Regions from separate parts of the Macaca mulatta genome. Here region 2 is linked to region 1. A link is a contact called in public Hi-C data. All regions are on one chromosome and are shown on one strand. Each heading gives the region's core, a stretch centred on a gene start, on an enhancer-like site or on the middle of the called end of the contact. The rest is flanking DNA. Distances are from core to core; before and after follow the strand shown. Region 1 holds the start of MIEF1 (mitochondrial elongation factor 1). Region 2 holds the start of RPL3 (ribosomal protein L3).

The links. Hi-C and Micro-C count contacts between places; a contact is called where the count stands out from the background.
Region 2: a contact with region 1 is called in a Hi-C map of fetal cortical plate, with 2.2 times the contacts expected there. The contact joins the promoter of RPL3 here to the promoter of MIEF1 in region 1. A contact is called at or near these places in 2 of 14 Hi-C or Micro-C datasets (cortical neurons and fetal cortical plate).

What each region holds. Positions count from the first base shown.
Region 1 is chr10:12,039,111-12,045,656 of T2T-MMU8v2.0, forward strand. It overlaps MIEF1 (mitochondrial elongation factor 1), which reads right to left and starts at 3,959. Exons shown (of 6, transcript NM_001194095.3): 1 at 3,822-3,959; 2 at 1,802-2,068. MIURF (mitochondrial elongation factor 1 upstream open reading frame) reads right to left here and starts at 3,932. Exons shown (of 4, transcript XM_077949780.1): 1 at 3,822-3,932; 2 at 1,737-2,068. The coding sequence starts at 2,040. The coding sequence ends at 1,828.
Region 2 is chr10:12,239,050-12,245,595 of T2T-MMU8v2.0, forward strand. RPL3 (ribosomal protein L3) reads left to right here and starts at 2,561. Exons shown (of 10, transcript NM_001193554.1): 1 at 2,561-2,582; 2 at 3,518-3,710; 3 at 4,549-4,717; 4 at 5,340-5,475. The coding sequence starts at 2,580. It overlaps LOC114670668 (small nucleolar RNA SNORD43), which reads left to right and starts at 3,067; the gene lies at 3,067-3,130. LOC114670696 (small nucleolar RNA U82P) reads left to right here and starts at 5,285; the gene lies at 5,285-5,339.

The DNA of each region.
Region 1 (6,546 bases), core at 2,709-5,208:
TTCACTGCTGCATCCCCAGGGTGTGCAGTGTTTGATGCATACTAAGTATCTGCTGTGGGAATGAAGTATTAACCCTACAGCATTTTGTTTCTTGGTTTTTTTGAGGAGGTGGTGATAGCAGCGTGTAGCCCAAGTCACAACCAAAATATATTAGGAACACAAAGATTTCAAGGAACGCCCTAATGCCCTCCCAGATCTGCTAGCCAACCCTCCCTGTGCAGACAGGCTCCCATGGGCATCACCCCACCCCGGCCCCGTACTGCCAAAGGCAGGTGTACCAATCCTAAGTGGCTGAGAAGAACCAAAAGCCATTACATAAGGCTCCTCCTCCAGCTTTCCCTCCTCCAGTTAAAAGCAGCACCCTCCACCCAGCTGGCAGGCCTTACACCCAGTTACCCAGTTACTCTTCATCTTTCTCTCTCCTCCTCCTGCCTCAGCCAACTGATCACCAAGTCCCACTGCTATACACACTGTGTTTATATGCGGCCACCCCAACCCCTCGGTCCCTCAATCTCATCCAGCTACATCCACTACCTCTAGTATCTCTCATCAATTTATTCTTCACACTGCCACTGGTACGCTCCCTCTACGATACAAATGTGGCTATGTCATTCCTCTGCTTACAGAGCTGTGATGGTCCCCGCATAATAAGATACACATTACCATCTCAACTTGGAGTCAATGTCCTTCCAGATCTGGCCCAGCCTCAACTCTGGCTATCTGCCTTACAGAGGTACCATTCTGGCCACACCAGACTTAAGTTTCCAGACTACAAAGTGCAGTTTCTGGACAGGCAGAGCTGTTTGCCCCTATAATGCCAATGCTTTGGGAGGCAAGGATGGGAGGATCGCTTGAGGCTAAGAGTTTGAGAGCAGCCTGGGCAACACAGCAAGACTATCTCTACAAAAAAATAAAAAATAAAAAATTAGCTGGGCACGTTGGTACATGCCTGGCATCCCAGCTACTCAGGAGGCTGAAAAGGGAAGACTGCTTGAGGCCAGGCATTCAAGGTTCCCGAGAGCTATGATCATGCCACCGTACTGCAACTTGGGCGAGAGTGAGACCTTGTCTCTTTAAAAAAAAAAAATTGTGCAGTTCCCACTTCCCTGCCCTGCTGCTGATAAGCCTCTATTTCTCATTTGAGGCAGACCTCAAATGTCCTCTTTTTTTTTTTTTTTCCCAAGACGGAGTCTTGCTCAGTTGCCCAGGCTAGAGTGAGGTGGCGCGATCTGGGTTCACTGCAAGCTCCGCCTCCCGGGTTCACGCCATTCTCCTGCCTCAGCCTCCCGAGTAGCTGGGACTACAGGTGCCCGCTACTACGCCTGGCTAATTTTTTTTTTTTTTGTATTTTTTGTAGAGACGGGGTTTCACCATGTTAGCCAGGATGGTCTCGATCTCCTGACCTCATGATCCGCCCATCTCGGCCTCCCAAAATGCTGGGATTACAGGCGTGAGCCACCACGCCCGGCCTTTTTTTTTTTTTTCCCCAGAGATAGGGTCCCATTCTGTCACCCAGCCTGGAGTGCAGTGATGCAATCATAGCTCACTGCAGCCTCAACCTCCTGGGCTCAAGCCATCCTCCTGCCTCAGCCTCCTGCAGAGCTGGGACTATAGATGCACACCAGCGCACCTGGCTCTCCACTGATTTCTAATGACTAAAAGGACGACTTTGATCCTTTTCTCGGTCCCTTGCAACAAAAAAATAACGAAACCTACAGGAATAAGGGCCTACATACCTGAGGCTTCTTAATGCATCTGTAAGGTGGGGATGGGAGAGAGCAGGAGTGTCTACAGAAGGCACCTTTGTCCTCTTTCCCTTGGAGGATCCTAAATGATCCTCCCCAATTTGCCGTTGAGAAAGACCAGGCCCTTCTCCAGCTGCCTCTCCCGGGCCTCAGGGTCCTCTAGCTTCTGATGTTTTCGGAATTCACGGCGGATGGAGGCAAAGTAGAAGTCTCGATCAGTGTAGCGAAGCTGTCGGCCCTGGCGCAACAGAGCCCGATAGAGACTCAGCACCGCCGCTCGGCTCCACCGGGCCATGGGGGACTGGCAGGGGCTGGGTGTCACACTATAAACAGAAGGAAAGACATACAAGCCTAGTATCAGAATTAATAACAAAAGGACCTGTAGAGACTATAAGACATTTTTAATCCAAGTTCCAGAGACCCCCTAGATCACCTTATGACTTAATGGCAAGACTAGGACTAGAGACCCCGGCCTCTGGATGCCCATTCTGGAAACATACAGGTTGTGGTTCACCAGGGCTCAAATCCTGGCCCTGCCACTTACATGCCATATGACTTTGGGCAAAGGACTGAATCCCCACTGAGCACCAGCGTCCTCACTTACAAAATGGAGATTAGGATATTATGGCAATAGTACCTACCACATAGGGTTATATTTTGAGAACTGTGCATGTAAAGAACGGTAATACAACTTCACCACAGGGGGTGATCTAGGAGGGCTGAAGACAAGCACTCAGCCATACTTAAATCCTGGCATCAGCACTTGCGAGCTGCACTACCGTGGGCAAGTCTCCTAACCTCTCTGTGCCTGTCTCAGTTCCTCATCTATAAAGTGAGGATAAAAATCTTATTTTGCCCATATGGTTGGCATAAGCACTAAATGAATTTAATGTATGTGAACATGTTTAAAACAGCACTTGGCACACACTAAGCACTCTATCAACAGCAGCTGTTATTAGTACCACCTAGCCAGGTTTGTAGATGCTCAATAAACAATTACATTTAAGTATAAACTGCCACTGCCTTCCTTCAGTAACAATAAACCCTTACACAAGCGTATCTGTAAAGTGCTTTGTTGCCCATTGTCACATTTACACTAACAATCTAGGAGGTGGTCAGGGTTCTTAGTAACAGTAAATGCTTATTGCACTATATTGCACTATACACAATGTACAATGTTTGAAGCATGTCTCACGTAACAACTCATTCTGTCAGCTACCCTAGGGTCAACATTACCCCATTTTAAGTGGAGGAAACAATCTCCCAGAGGGAAGTAACTTGCCCGCGGGCCCACAACTGTCAAGGGGAGGGCTGCACTCCTGACCCCAACTCTGCCTGCCTCTGGAATGAGTTACCCTTTGCTGGAGCCGGACCATGTGTACAGCACTTCTGGGTGCTCCGCGAACTTTCCTAGCACAGCGCTTGGCACATACAAGGGGCTCAAAATTATGTTTAACGAAGGAGAGAATTTCACAACGTCCCTATGTGGAAAAAATGATCACCTCCGTTTCAGAAATAAAGAAATGACACCGAGTGGGGGAAGTATTTGGCTGGAAAAAAAGATCGGACTTTGGGCCCAAAGTCCGCTAGCCCTTAGCCTCCGGCCTTGCTAACTTCCTGCGCAAGCCTGAGCAAGCCACCATCTCTGTCCATTTTTCCTCAACTGTTTAAGAGCTCCCTCGGCCTTCCGATGTAGAAAATCAACAGAAGTGTTTGATGAGGCAAAAGCCGACTGTCACGGCGAGGGCTGTAACTACAAGGTCGCTAGGAGAGTGGGCGGCTGAGCCCCAGCCAGTCTGCACTTCCCCAACCCTGGGGGCCGGGCCGGGGTGCGGAGGCCCAGAGGCCAGGGCAGCCCTGCTCCGGGACCCGGGAAGTCTCCGAGGTTGGGGCGGGGCGGGGCCGCCAAGGGGCCTCCCAGGGGAAAGCCCAGGACGGGATGGGGCGAGACCACCGGCTGCAGGCCGGTCTCCTGGGTCCGGGCCGCATGCGAGGCGCCGGCAGCAGCCTGAGAGGAGGCGCCGCAACCTCCCGGCCACCCAGCAGCCGCCGGTCCTCATTCCTCCCCTCACTCACCCGCAGGCCGCGCGCGCTACCACTCCGCAGGACTCGCCTCCGGCCGGGTACCTCTCCCCGGGTCACCCATCAACATGGCCCCTTCACTTCCGGGACACGACCTTGCGCACTGAGCTACGAAGGGGCTGAAGGGAGCACGAGGGCGGGCGGAGGCGGAGGGACTTCCGGTCTCCTCCAAGCTCTCTCTCGGGCCCCGCCCCCTGCGCATGATTCCGCCCCCCAATCCTGAGCCCCGCCTCCGTGTGTGACCTCACCAAGGGACGGGCCTGCAGAGGCCACTCGCGCCCTGTCCCTAGAGGATTCCGCTGTCTGGGTTCGGCTGTGGGTACCGGGGTGGTCCCGATGCTGGCAGAAGGTTAGAGGGCAGGAGGTACCCTCGCTGTCCAACGAGGCTGCCGCACCCGCTAGGCCCCTCACCTGCTGGCAGCCCCTTAGCTTGTCCGGGGTGCCTGGCCAGCCTCCTGTACCGTCTGCTGATCTCTGGCTGGGGTCCTGGGGTACCTGAGGGAATTCTAACACTAATATTTAGAGCTCCTCCAAACCTATTTTCTCACATCGACTTCTTTTCGACTTCTTTCCTCCATGCTGTTCCTACTCCCCAGGCCGCGTGGCTTCTAGCAAACTCCTACCCTTCCTTCAAAGTGTACCTCAAATGTCCCCCTTCACTGGGAAATCTCTCCCAGCCCCTTCCTCGCTCCCTCTAATACACTCATGTGTCTTCTTTAGGCCCCACGGAAATGTCTGCACATCTTTTTTTTTTTTTGAGACGGAGTCTCGCTCTGTCGCCCAAGCTGGAGTGCAGTGGCGCGATCCTGGCTCACTGCAAGCTCCGCCTCCTGGGTTCACGCCATTCTCCTGCCTCAGCCTCCCGAGTAGCTGGGACTACAGGCGCCCGCCACCGCGCCCGGCTAATTTTTTGTATTTTTAGTAGAGACGGGGTTTCACCGTGGTCTTAATCTCCTGACCTCGTGATCCGCCCGCCTCGGCCTCCCAAAGTGCTGGGATTACAGGCGTGAGCCACCGCGCCCGGCCGTCTGCACATCTTAAGGCTCATAATCTGTTCAACAACAAAACGTATTTATTGGCGCCTACCATTTGCCAGGCACTGTAATTTATCCATTTGCTTCTCTGTCTCTCACTGGATTTGAGGACCCAGGTGGTTTCTCTGTGGAAGTCCCCTCTCCCAAGTGCCTCCCTCCGTACCTGGCTCAGCCAAGCCCAAGGCCTGGGGCTTTGGAGTCCGGGGCCACAGGGCCACTGCTAGCTCCTAGTTCCAGTTCCACCACTTAGGGACAGCTGCCCTCTGCCAAGTTTCCTAACCTCTCCCAGCCTTGGGGCTGTGGTGAGGATTAAAAGGTAATATCTACCAGGAGAGGGGTGGGCAATTACAGAATAGTCAGGCTATCAAAAGGACAAGAACCAGGAGAAGAACATGGCAGGGAAGAGCATTTCAGGCCTACCCCCAGGTATGCCCTTAAGCTCAATGTGGTCTAGGAGCAGCAGGACGAAGGCCAGTGATTTCGCAGCCAGGTGAGCGGGAGCTGGGAAAGAGGCCCTTATCAGAACTGGGAGGGATATGGTGGGTGCAAAGGACCCACAGCAGGGTTCGGAGCCAAGAAGTGCTGGGATCTGACTTCCCTTTCAACAGGATGCGTCTGGCTTGAGAGTAATGGAATGGAACCAGGGCTGAGGCAGGGAGACCAATCAAAAGTCTGTTGCAGGGCCGGGCACAGTGGCTCATGCCTGTAATCCCAGCACTTTGGGAGGCTGAGGCAAGCGGATCACTTGACGTCAGGAGTTCGAGACCAACCTGACCAACATGGTGAAGCCCCCATCTCTACTAAAAATACAAAAATTAGCCGGGTGTGGTGGCATAGCGCCTGTAATTCCAGTTACTCAGAAGGCTGAGGCAGGAGAATTGCTTGAGCCCAGGAGGCAGAGGTTGCAATGAGCCGAGATCACACTACTGTACTCCAGCCTGGGTGACAGATCAAGACTCCATCTCAAAAAAAAAAACAAAAACAAAAAAGAAAGAGAAGAAAGCCAAGATGGAGAGAGGCATAGTAATTTCTCTAAGACACTGAGCTAAGAAGGAAAGAAGCTTTCGGTGGAAACCAAGTCTGTCTTACTCTGAAACGTGTGTTCTTGCCACTCTTTCAGGCTGCCCTAATTTGCTTTTTAAAGAATTTTGTGACCCAAATAAATTGGTGACATTTCCACCTGGCATACCAGGTGACCTCTTCCTATCTCTCCTGACTTTCTCGTTCTATGGAATGTTATTTTTCGGAGGGAGGACAGAGGGAGGTCGTTTGGAGGGGTCTCCCCTTCAGATCAACCCCCCTAGATCCACTTGCTCTTTAGGGTCTTATCTTTACTTCGACTGACAAGGCCTCTCCCTGCCCCCAGTGCTCCCATGGCAATGGAGCATGGGCAGTGAGGTGGCATCTAGCACCTGCATGTACGTACCCATGGTGCCTTTGTAAGCCAGGGACCCATGGCAGGGGCACTGACCCAAACCTCTGGGCTCTGCCAGGTTTCACAGGGCAAGAGGCATTCCGGGATCTCTTGGATTGAGATTGCTGGGGGTGTGTGTGTGTATTTGCTTGTTTGTTTGTTTTGAGACGGAGTTTCACTCTGACACCAGGTTGGAGTACAGTGGTGTGATCTTGGCTCACTGCAACCTCTGCCTCCTGGGTTCAAGTGATTCTCCTGCCTCAGCCTCCTG
Region 2 (6,546 bases), core at 1,311-3,810, 200 kb after region 1:
TTGTCAAGTTATTAACCTCTTGGATGGAAGTTAATTTTCTACGTAAAAAGGGGGCATATAGGTAGGTTATAATCCTTTGCATCCTGAATTTTTTTTTTTTTGAGACTGAGTTTTGCTCTTGTCACCCAGGTTGGAGTGCAATGGCATGATCTTGGCTCACTGCAACCTCCACCTCCCAGGTTCAAGCAATTCTCCTGCCTCAGCCTCCCAAATAGCTGGGATTACAGGTGCCTGCCACCACCCCTGGCTAATTTTTGTATTTTTACTACAGACGGGGTTTCACCATGTTGGCCAGGCTGGTCTCAAACTCCTGACCTCAGATGATCCACCCACCTTGGCCTCCCAAAGTGCTGGGGATTTGGCATGAGCCACTACACCTGGCCTTATTTTTTTATTTTTTTATTTTTTGAGAATCCTGATTGGTCACCTAAGCTGGAGCACAGTGGTGCAATCTCGGCTCACTGCAACCTCTGCCTCCTGATTCAAGCAATTCTCCTGCCTCAGCCTCCGGGGTAGCTGGGACTACAGGCGTGCAGCCACAACCGGCTAATTTTTGTATTTTTAGTAGAGACGAGGTTTCACTGTGTTGGTCAGGCTGGTCTCAAACTCCTGACCTCAGGTGATCCACCCCTATCGGCCTTCTGAAGTGTTGGGATTACAGGCATAAGCCACCGTGCCCGGCCTGTATCCCGAAATTTTAAAACGCTTCTTAAATTATTTGGCAGCAAAAAGTAAACTGATGCATTTTTTGGGCAGCAAAGTCAGCCTTGAACTGATGTGAGTCTATTTATATTTATCCCACTCAATGTGAATATTCATGTTTCCTTACAGAATATTGTTTTTCTTTAAAGAGTACTGGATTACATAATATACAGTGGGTGCACCATAGTACCTTTCTAAAACTAAAAAAATGCTGAATTTTGAAACATATGTGGCCCCCAGGATTTCTAATAATGGATTGAAGATCTATCAGTTATGTCCTTTGGGGATGGTGTGAGGATTGAGATTTTTTTTTTTTTTGAGACGGAGTCTCGCTCTGTAGCCCAGGCTGGAATGCACTGGCAATCTCAGCTCACTGCAACCTCCGCCTCCTGGGTTCAAGCGATTCTCTCGCCTCAGCCTCCCAAGTAGCTGGGATTAAAGACGCACACCATCGTGCCGGGCTAATTTTTGTATTTTTGATAGAGACGGGGTTTCGCCAGGTTGGCCAGGCTGGTTTAGAACTCCTGACCTCAGGTGATCCGCCTGCCTCAGCCTCCCAAATTGTTGGGATTATGGCCGAGAGAATGTTTTTTAAACCACGGTGGGAGCGAAGGCCAGGCCCAGAATAAAAGATGACAGGGTGGGACGGAGGAAGCAGAAGGTGATATGAGAGCGTGTGCTAGGGTTCAGCCATGAGGCTGAAGTAGACGGTTAGGAGAGCGTCTTCCGTGGCCGCTGAAGTTGATGCTTAATTCCGAGGAAACGACGAGGGATCCTTGTAAAGTAACGAGATACTTGATTCTTAGATTTGTAGGGGGCCGGGCGCGGTGGCTCACGCCTGTAATCCCAGCACTTTGGGAGGCCGAGGCGGGCGGATCACGAGGTCAGGAGTTCAAGACCAGCCTGGCCAACATGGTGAAATCCCGTCTCTACTAAAAATACAAAAAAAAAAAAAAAAAAAAAAATTTAGCCGGACGCATTCCTGTAATCCCAGCTACTCGGGAGGCTGAGGCAAGAGAATTGCTTGAACCGTGACCCCGGAAGCGGAGGTTGCAGTGAGCCGAGATCGCGCCACTGTACTCCAGCCTGCGCGACAGAGCGAGACTCCGTCTCAAAAAAAAAAAAAAAAAAAAAAAAAAAAAAGATTCGTAAGGGAGGAGCCTGTAGGCAGGGAAACGGTCAGGACCCGAGTTACCCTGGAGCCCAAGCGGAGATCAGCGAAAGTCCTTGTTGATGCAGAGGTCTGGAAGGCGTGGGGCTCAGGGAGGCTGGGCAGCTGGACTCGGCATGACCCGAGGTCGTGAGGCCGTTCCGCAGGCTTGGGACGCTCCTGAGACTCTCAGAATCAAGTGCAGGCCACTGCATTAGCATGGGAGAAATGGTAGAGACAGGGCTTGAGGGAAGGATGCCCGAGATTAAAGGTATTAAAGGCAAGTTGGTGTCGCGGCAAAACCAGCGTCGGAGCCAGGAAACAAGGGTTTCAGTCTTTCCTCGCCAATTCCAGAGATAGCTGCATATCACAGGAAGAAAAGCGACGCAGCCATTTTTCTTCATTATTATCAAATTTGGCTGCTGCCGGACGCCGTAGAGTTGTGGCACACCAAACCCTCAGCCCGCTTCTCCGTGGCTTTTCATTAAGTTTGAACCCGACCCCTCGCCGTAGAGTGTCTAATTTCGGTCCCAGAAGCTGACGTCCACCTCGGAACGAAAGTTAGGCGCGGAAGAGCATGCGTAGAAATGGCGCTCGGTACGTGCCCCCCGACCCGACGTCTGCCGCGGGGGCGCGCTCGCACGCCGGAAGGGGCGGAGCCAGATCTGACTTTATATAGCGGACACCGACAACAAGTCGACCTCTACCGGCGGGATTTGATGGCGTGATGGTATGTACTGTAATGGCGTCCGATTCATTGTCACCGGCGTCGGCACGGCTGAATCCGCGACGCATCGCCGCCATCCCAGCTTGGCCGGCGCCGGGGCTTGCTCTAGGGGCACAGGCGACCCAGCGGGGGCCTCAGTCAGGCCTATTTTCTGGAAAGTCGAGAGGCTTGTGGAGAAGAGCGCTTGGAGGACTGGCTTTGGGCCTGCAGGTCGGCCAGAGACAGGCCGTAAGGGTGGGAGCAGGCTTGGAGGCCCGGCATTTTTAAAGCCATGAGTCATTGCTGAGTTTCGATCTCACCAACTCCATCATTAGTTGGGATTAGGGCCCATAAGCAGCTTGTCTGGATAGGAGGACCTTGGGTGGGGGTTCTCGGCACCGTTCTCATTGGGAGGTAAAGAAGCTTGCGGGAGGAGAATGTTGTGGAGTCCTCTTGAAATATCTGGGACCGCTTGTGCACTCCGAAGGCCTCTGGAGCTCCCAGAAGCCACAGATGATGAACTTATTGACGGGCGGACAGAAACTGTGTGCTGATTGTCATGTTCTGATTTGGCTCTGCCGAGTTCTCTGGCCTACGTGTATCGGTGTAGTTAGTGTCCGGGCGCTAGAGGCAGCCCATAGCGTAGTATTGGCTAGTTGCTACCCAGCATTTATTTGTCCCTGGAGTGCCTTTCTTTAGTGGTCAAAACCTTGCTAATTGGCACATAAAGCTGCCTGTTGAGCAGTTTTTAGTGTCACTAAGTGTATTTTTGTGTGGTGTTAGAGAAAAAAACGGATGGCTCGTTTTCTTACAGGTTGAGAGGATTTGAAATTAGATTCAGCTTAAATTTTGTTGAATACAAAAACATTCTTGACATGTGCGAGCCTGGAGGAGATAATTATCTTTTTACTCGGTTTGCTGGGTGTCTGGTGCTGACGGTGATTTTTTCCCCCCCCCAGTCTCACAGAAAGTTCTCGGCTCCCAGACATGGGTCGCTCGGCTTCCTGCCTCGGAAGCGCAGCAGCAGGCATCGCGGGAAGGTTAAGAGCTTCCCTAAAGATGATCCGTCTAAGCCGGTCCACCTCACAGCCTTCCTGGGATACAAGGCTGGCATGACCCACATCGTGCGGGAAGTCGACAGGCCAGGATCTAGTATGTACAGGCCTCCTGAAAGTTGGGGGATAGGAGTGGAGGGGGAGGGAAACTGGAGAGATGGAGTCAAGCTGTTAGCAGAGGGCAGACTTTTTTTTTTAAGCTGGAGTTACAGGTTGTCAGAACTTCTGTGACAGCGGACAACCTCAAGACTAATATTCCAAGGCTACAGATGGCCGGCACTGTTCGCTTTAGGTGCGGGAATATTCCAAGGCTACAGATGGCCGGCACTGTTTGCTTTAGGTGCGGAGTGGGGTATTGCTTTCAGAGCATAGTAAATTTGCCAGGAGCCTTAGCAAAGAGAAGTAACACTAGTATGGGGGGTTGGAGCTGCTGAGGCTGGAATAAGAAGTGCCTCATTCATGTTTTACTTGTTCACGTGCATTTCGCCTAAAAGCTTGAATAATGGCCACTTACCTGTGTGTTTTCTACTTAGAGATGTCTAACAGCACTGGTTGCTGAGCCATGGAGACATTAACGTTAGACAATTGATATTGACTCTAAACTGAGCTCAGAGCTATTTCTGTGTCCCAGTTATATTTAGGACACTTGAATTTTCCAGATAAATAGCAAATCTTGTCTGCCTCCAGAGGTTTCTGTAGAAGAGAATTGAAGCTGGACAGGTATTTGGTTATCTAGGGTCCTGATATTTTTTAAGTTAAAGAACATAAATGCACTTTGAATGAGAAGTAGGTAGTAAGGACAGCCCTGAGTGTCCAGACTGCAGGTGTGGGGCCCAGTTGCCCTTCCGGCCTAAATGGGCATTTTGCATTTTCCTAGAAAACATTACACCCCTTGCTTGGGCTCCTGCCAAGTCTGACTACTGCTTTCTTTGCAGAGGTGAACAAGAAGGAGGTGGTGGAGGCTGTAACCATTGTGGAGACGCCACCCATGGTGGTTGTGGGCATTGTGGGCTACGTGGAAACCCCTCGAGGCCTCCGGACCTTCAAGACTGTCTTCGCTGAGCACATCAGTGATGAATGCAAGAGGCGTTTCTATAAGAACTGGTGAGGGAGGAGGCCCTGCAGTCCCTAGCTTGGGAGCTGGAGAGCAGGGAGCAGTGTGTGCATGGTTTCTCAGCTCTGTAGCAGGCAGGGAGCTGCTGTCTCGGGTTTAGTTTGTCTCTTGAACAGAAAAATACCTGCGATCAGACTTTGGCCAGCCATCGGGCTTCAGCTGGGAGCTGACACCCTCATTCTGAGTCCAGGCTAGTGGGTGGTGGCTGAGGACCCAGTTGGTTGAGGAGTCCAACTAGAAACCATGAGAGGTAGCAGGATAATTCAACCCCTATAGGGGTGGCAAGGGCCTCTGGCCCTGGCTGGAGTGTCCCATTTCCTCCATCACTGAATGGGTGCTCCCCCAAGTCAGAAAGCTTGCTTTCTAGCACCCAGGAGCAAGAATTTTGTTTGAATGTTTGTAACTTAAATTAACCTTGTGGACCTCTGCTCAGCTCCGCTCGGCTCTGCCCGATGAGCTCCATCCAGGCTCCGCTTGCCGGTGGAAAAGGCTCCTTAGAAGCCGGCAATGAGCCCCATCCCCACGCGGTGCCAGTGTGTCTTCCGCTCACCCCTCGAGGGGTGATGAAGGCCTGCACCCGGCCCCCTCCCCAACTCTACTCTGCTCCTGAAGGCATAAATCTAAGAAGAAGGCCTTTACCAAGTACTGCAAGAAATGGCAGGATGAGGATGGCAAGAAGCAGCTGGAGAAGGACTTCAGCAGCATGAAGAAGTACTGCCAAGTCATCCGTGTCATTGCCCACACCCAGGTGAGTGCAGTTCCCCGGGGTGGCTTGGCCTGCCACTTAGTAAAAGTGACCTATGTGATCATAGGGGTCCTGTGCCCCCATGTGTGTGAGTAGGCTTCTCCCTTGCCAGCAGAGGGCACTGTGTCCTTACTGGCCCTTAGCAAGGGAACCACGCCCCTTTAAAATTCAACTGGCTGACCCAACTGGTGACTCACCAGTGACACTGAAATGCCTGCCTGAAAGTTGGTTGTGAGGTACTGGCTGCTTTCCTGGAAACCTAGTTTGTGAGCTGAGCAGGCCCTTTATTGACTTGGTTAGAGTGGGTGTCTCTTGCTGTCCTGTTATAGGTTATCCTTTCAAGTGCTGAGCACAACCCCATGTGGTGAGGGCCACCACAGATTAGAGTGCATGTCCACCATTGAAATTTTGTCAGGACATTGCTGGGCTGTTCCTGAGTGAACGCTTTATGCTTAAATGCTTTTTTTTTTTTTTTTTTTTGAGACAGAGTTTTGCTCTTGTTGCCCAGGCTAGCGTGCAATAGCCCTATCTCGGCTCACCACAACCTCTGCTTCCTAGGTTCAAGCGATTCTCCTGCCTCAGCCTCCCGAGTAGCTGGGATTACAGGCATGCGCCACCACACCCCACTAATTTTGTATTTTTAGTAGAGATGGGATTTCTCCATGTTGGTCAGGCTGGTCTTGAACTCCTCACCTCGGATGATCCACCTGCCTCGGCCTCCCAAAGTGCTGGGATTACAGGCGTGAGCCACCGCGTCCGGTGATGGATTTTCTTATTTAGAGCTTGTGCTGTCTCAAAAGCAGGCTTGTCACTAGGGGAAGTGTAGGTAGCTGAGGTAAAACTACTGCAATACCCCAGGGGAACTGACCCAAAGGACAGCTACAGGAACACTGGGCTGGTAGGTGCTGGGATCTGGTTGTTTGCCTGTGGTGTGGGCCCTGTCCGCTCATCCTGACAGTAACTCAGGCACCAGAATCCAAAGTTAAGTTGTTGCTGTTGGCAAAAATGAAAGTTATTTCCTCTTTGTGAGGTTCAGTGATTTGTTCAGAGTTAACTGGCTTTTTGCTGTGTGCT